Linked DNA regions of Mus musculus: region 1 is linked to region 2. Evidence: chromatin contacts called from public HiChIP or PLAC-seq data. All regions are on one chromosome and are shown on one strand. Each heading gives the region's core, a stretch centred on a gene start, on an enhancer-like site or on the middle of the called end of the contact. The rest is flanking DNA. Distances are from core to core; before and after follow the strand shown.

The links. HiChIP or PLAC-seq counts read pairs in DNA pulled down with a chosen protein or histone mark.
Region 1: a contact with region 2 is called in an H3K4me3 HiChIP or PLAC-seq map of craniofacial prominence, with 4 times the contacts expected there. The contact joins the promoter of Hif1a here to the enhancer-like site in region 2. A contact is called at or near these places in 2 of 39 promoter capture datasets (cranial neural crest and hematopoietic stem and progenitor cells), 1 of 484 Hi-C or Micro-C datasets (myocytes), 1 of 115 datasets of contacts at active chromatin or transcription factors (craniofacial prominence) and 2 of 9 other capture datasets (adipose tissue and macrophages).

Annotation. Positions count from the first base shown.
Region 1 is chr12:73,906,459-73,909,158 of GRCm38.p6, reverse strand. Hif1a (hypoxia inducible factor 1, alpha subunit) reads right to left here and starts at 1,292. Exons shown (of 15, transcript NM_010431.2): 1 at 835-1,292. The coding sequence starts at 869.
Region 2 is chr12:73,033,910-73,036,824 of GRCm38.p6, reverse strand. No RefSeq gene overlaps it. Among named protein-coding and RNA genes, the nearest start is that of Gm51264, 11 kb to the left of the region's middle. Within about 2 kb of position 1,639, at least 58 of the 459 cell types and tissues checked have an H3K27ac peak or open chromatin away from gene starts, as enhancers often do. A contact at or near this core is called in craniofacial prominence, where this site is marked.

The sequences.
Region 1 (2,700 bases), core at 43-2,542, 870 kb before region 2:
GATGTTTCATAAACTTACACTGAATTCTCATGGAAGATTTCACACTTCAGATGTATGGTTTTTGGAAACAATTCTTTTCAGGTGTTCCAATAAATTTTCAGTATTTTAACCGACGGCTTTCATCATATATAGCCCCCACTCCATGAAATTACCGGCCTAAATTTAACCAAAACTATCCGTAAGTTATTTTCAGGAGTGAACGAGGCAGCCACATATTGATACATAACGTCTGGGCTCTCCTGACAGGTGATGCAAACACAAGTTTGTAGAAATTGGAAGTTGTTTACAATGATGCCATTTTCCTAAATTCCCGTTACTCTGATGGAGGCAAGTTTTTCCAGATTACAACCAAACCCGCACGTGCAAACTAGAAAGTTAGCGTCTTCGGGCCCCCAGAAGAAACTCCCTAACCTACAAAGGCAACGGCGGCCGCGGCGCAGCGAGGCGGCTCGGGGGAGCCCCGGGTCGGCCTCGGAGGGCCTCGACCCCAGGAAGCTGGCAGCGCGCACAGGGTCCGCCCGGGGCCCGCTGCTCGCGGCTAACGCGGAGGACGGGGAGGGAAGGCGCGGGAGCTAGAGGCGTACTCGGCCCTGGCCGGCTCGGCCGGATGGGCGCGCGGGGCAGGCTGGGCTGCGACGGCGCGGGGCGGGTGTCCGGGGCGGAGACCCCAGCCCCGCCGAGCGCAGGGCCCGCGACTCCCACCCCCAGCGCCAAGATGGCGACGTGGACCGCGGGGGAGCCCGGCGCGTGAGGCTGGGGGGGACGGAAGGGGAGCGGAGACAAAAAAAAAAAAAAAAAAAAAGCCAGTCCACGGAACGCGGCGGCCCGGCTTACTTTTTCTTCTCGTTCTCGCCGCCGGCGCCCTCCATGGCGAATCGGTGCCCGCGTTGTCTTCCCGGCCGGCGGCCCCCGGGCTCGCTCGGGCCTAAACGCCGGCTCTGTCCGCGCGCGCGGAGAAAGAGACAAGTCCAGAGGCGGGGTGGGAGGCGGGACGCCCCCCGGGACGGCGAGGCGGGAGCTGCAGGCTGCGCTCGCTGAGCTCCGGCTCGGGTTCCTAGGCGCTCCTCCGGCTAGCTTGTCAAGGCCTGGCTAGACACTGCCCGCGACGGCGGCGAGGACAGTCCTCGCGTCCCCTCAGCCGAGGAGGCTCTGTGCACTGAGGCGCTGAAGCAGCGGCAGGGGGCGGGCAAGGGCGGAGGCGCGCTCGGGCGCGCGGCGAGGGGAGGGAAAAGCCGAGGGGTGCGCGCGCCCGCTCAGCACCCAACGCGCGCGCCCGCGGGCCCGCCTCACCTGAGCGGAGGCGGGTTCCCGGAGAGCCAATGGTGAAGGACGCAGGCGGCCAGGCCCCACCCCAGCCCACGTTGCTCTCAGCCAATCAGGAGGAGGTCAGCTGAGCCCCAGCTGGGACGAGCTGCCCCGCTCACGTGCTTGTCTGTGTGCAGCTAGGGAGGGAAGAAAAAGGGGCGAGCGACGGGTGCGGCTGAGCCCAGGTCTGGGGGTGGGGGGGTCTCTGCACCTTCAATGGAAAGCTGCGTCTGGCTTTGGGAGGCGCTGCTGGAGCGAGTGGGCTGCCAAGCTTGGGTCCGAGCCTGGCTCGCACCGCCCCGGCTCTCTATAGAGTTCTCTGAGGCTCGCTTACTCCTTAGCTGCGTGGCTGGACCCGGTCGCCGCCCATCCCGCCCGAGTTTCCAGTTGAAAAAAAAAAAGCCAACTTTGCGTTCTGGCAGCCAGCCCCCCTGATGTTAGAGTGGGGTCCCTCCTTCCCAGGTGACCGACACCACTCAGTCTCCAGTCTCCGCTCTTTGCTACACAACAAGGGAAGTCTCCAAGTGATTAAGATTTTCTGGGCCAAAGTTTGACTACTGAGCAAATGCAGATAAAAATATAAAACAAATCCGTCTTGCCAAACCTCTCAAGGGGAGGGAAGTTGCAGGGCCATTTAAAAATAAACTATCTTAAGCATTTACAAATAAACAACAGCTTCAATAAGTGAGAGCACAAGCCTGAATTTGACAAGACAGGAAAAGGCATTGAATAGACTTATTTTGCTTTCATGTTGCTTTAAAAACTGACAAAGATCATCTTAAATGGATGCAGAAAAGGTGCAAGAATTGTTTCAGACTGAGTTTAGTTCACTGTTTAGACTGAAAGAAGAACAAGTCCTTCAACCTACAGACCTTGACAGGACTGCTCACCGGCTATGCTGGGAGCTATGGATTAAAGCCATCATTTTTAGTCGGTCTTTGGAAGCATAAATGTTAGGTCTGTGGGTATGGTGTGTGTTTGTTTTAAAAGTATTCCAAGCCCAACAAAGGAACACTTCGTGCCCGTGTGTGTACACACACACACACACACACACACACACACACACACACGTGTTATAGACACAACTGAGTCTGAATCTGGGGTCTCTGAAACTGACCTGACACTAGACTGTTTAGTATCTCTTCTTTGCCTTGTTAGTACATTGTTACAATCTAACTTTGGGTTGTATAATAATGTAGATATCTATGGTACATTTAAATTGCATTCAAATCCAAAAACAATGCCCTCTAGAAATACACATAATGTCCAGGTCTAATAAGACAATAAACAATGCATGAAGCAACTCAATACTCATAAAGATATGATTACAGCTGGAGATTTAGCTCGGTAGTAGAGGAGTGGTCTAGCATGCACAAGGCCCTGGCTTCAAAAAAG
Region 2 (2,915 bases), core at 390-2,889:
AAATATTTTCCCCTAGGGAGAGAAAGAGGTATAGGAAAAGGAAAGACATAACAAAACATAAAATCATATAATTTAAAATTCATAGTACAATTTTAAAGCATATATATATGCTATATATATCTGCAAAGAGTACAAGAATGTGGGCCTTTCTGCTTTGGTCTAGCTAGAGCAAGAATTAAATCACAATTACAATGAATGGGAGGGAGGGAAAGTTGCTTTCCTTTAGGGGTGTAGCCCCTAATAGTTGCCATGTTCTAGGGGGTGGTCCTATACCGATACACACACTAACAGCACTACGTGGGCTTAAAACATAGACATGAAGTTAGGGTGTGGTGGTGGGAGATGGGAGGCGTTGAGAAAGTAAGTGCGGTGGATTTGATCACATGCATGCATGAAAATTTCAAACGGTAAATAAGAAAATGATGGAGGAGATTTTGAGAGTTTGGTCGAATACAGAGATCTGTGGATAGTCTACATATTGAGAGCTGAGGGAAGGATGGGGGACAGAGATATACTTAACAACAGAAGTTTCTTAGGAACTCCTCTTGAAGTTTCCCTTTTACTACAAGCAAGTAATGGTATCCAGGTGAACAGGGGGAGATGCTGGAGGTTAGGACTATACCCTTGGCTTCTTCTAACATGTAGGACTTCTAATAGGTGTCATGGTAGTGCCTCATTCTACCCCAAACTCAGGGAACACTAGAAGCTAAAACTCTGCCAAGTAGGGTGGGATGCAAGATGTCACCTCACACTCTCATTCTGTCATTGGGTGTGGGTATGTGTTGAGTTTTCTGAAAAAAAATATTTTCTGTTCCCGTGGGGGACAAGAAAGAGTTAATTTGATCTCTGATAGGTTTCACACGGTGGCCAGCTCTGCCAAAAAGGAGAGGAAGCAGCGACCAGCCCTATGATTAATTCTACCTGTTTTTCCCATGAGCGATCACCTGCTCCAGGGGTCATGAATAGCAGGTAGCTCTCTCTCCCTCTCCTGGGCTCTGAGAGCCTCGTTTGTTTGGTGACAGCTGAGTGACAAGACCTGAAACACGAGCCCACGGCCGGGCCTGATGTGGGGATAAAAACCCTGGATGTTCCCTCAAACATTTCAGGAAATGAAAGTTGTAACGCGATCCGTCCTGCGCCCACATCTCCCCCAGCAAACACAAAAGCTCAAAGGAGCCCTCTCGGATTGAATTCGGCCTGGAGTTGATGGAGGGAAAGCGGGAGGGGTGGGGAAGGCTGGGGCCTAGGCTGGCAAAGCTTGTGGAGCTGGAGGAGGAGGAGGAGGAGGAGGAGGAGGAGGAGGAGGAGGAGGAGGAGGCGAGCAGGGCGGCTGGGGGCTGGGCGTCTGAGGCCTGCTCTTCTCCTGCACCCCAGTCAGCCACACAGTGAAATCCGTCTTCAGGGTCAATCCCCGGTGGGAGGAAAACCTGAGCCTTACTACCTCTATCCTAGGAACCCAGGCCTCACGGGTCTCCAAGTCCCCATGGCCATGGCCCAGGCCCAGGCCTCACTTCTACCATCCTCTTTTGCCTAGGTGAAGGTTCTAGAACCCTAGGCCAAGCCTTGGGCCTGAGCGCCCCTTCCGACCAGGCCACACAGGCGGGGCGAGCTGCCTGGGTCCCAGGGCGAAGAGGCAGGAAAGCCCCGGCCTCACTCAGCACCCTCCCGCCCCGGCCGCCCTCATCAGTCAGCGGCCTCTGTCTGCCTCGCGGCCCTGGCGGTGGAAGCTTCCAGCGGGTGCCGGGTGGGGTCCGGGGAGGGGGGAGAGGTAATGGGAGAAGCAAAGCCGAAAAGTTGACGCTTGCTCTGAGCCCCACGCGGTCCTCCATCGGTGGCTCGTAGGCTCCTGTCAATCATCGCGCCCTAAGTGGGCTTGAGCTCTCCGTAGGTGGGAGGAAAGAGAGCCAGAGCCCCTCCAGGGGGAGCTTTTCTCCTTAATTCAACAGCTGCGACTGTTCCCTGCAACCCTGATTTTTTTTTTCTTCTTCTTTCCTTTTCGTCCTCTGTACTAAGAAATCTTCCCCAGACAGCATTATGAGTCCTCATCTCCTCAATCTTCACGGTGATGGCGAGTTCCCCCAGTTCCCCCATCACAGAGAACTGATACTGATCCAGGAAGCAGAATGGTGCCCAGATATCCACCTCTTGCACACACCTGCAAACTGTGCGGCCTGAGGGAAAGCTTCCTAAATACTCCAAGCCTTGATTTCCTCCTTGGGAAGGTAGGGATTATGATATACTGCAGGGAAGCCTAAAATAAGCCGGGGCATTGAATATAAAACGCTCAGCACAATACATATATAATGAACAGTGGCTATAATTATAACATCCTTGAAGTCTCCTTGGATTGTCACAAAACTGTGAAAATTCCCATGATGCTAGTGTTTCCAGTGAAGGCAGCTTAGAGTAATTTCTCCTTTTGTTTAGAACAATGAAAGAAACATTATTTTATAGGGAACTAAGGTTTGATTAGGGTTTTTTGTTTGTTTGTTTTTTATTTGAAGGATAGTGAAACTGAAATTTATTTATTAAAGTTCTAGGTAAGTGCAGAATCTAGTAACCCAATCCAGGAGTGATATTTAATCAGTAGTATTCAGATTTGCTCTATATTCTTTATGATTTGAACTCTGGCATTGATGCCATCATACATGGTAGAATTCCACTGGTGAGAATGAAACGCTCTTCAAGGTGCCTTAGATGACAAATTACTTAGACAGGAACTAAGGCGTTCAGCTGAATAGAGAATTTAAGGCCCCGCCTAAATGTGTCAACATAAGTGTAGAATAAGAAACTACTTTGAAGATTTAATGCCTCGCTGATGTTAACACAGTGTTGGGTATAATGGTGCCTGATAAATGGTCTTTGAAGCTGGTGAGAGGACAGAAGGTCTTCAGATAGAATAGAATTCCCAGAGT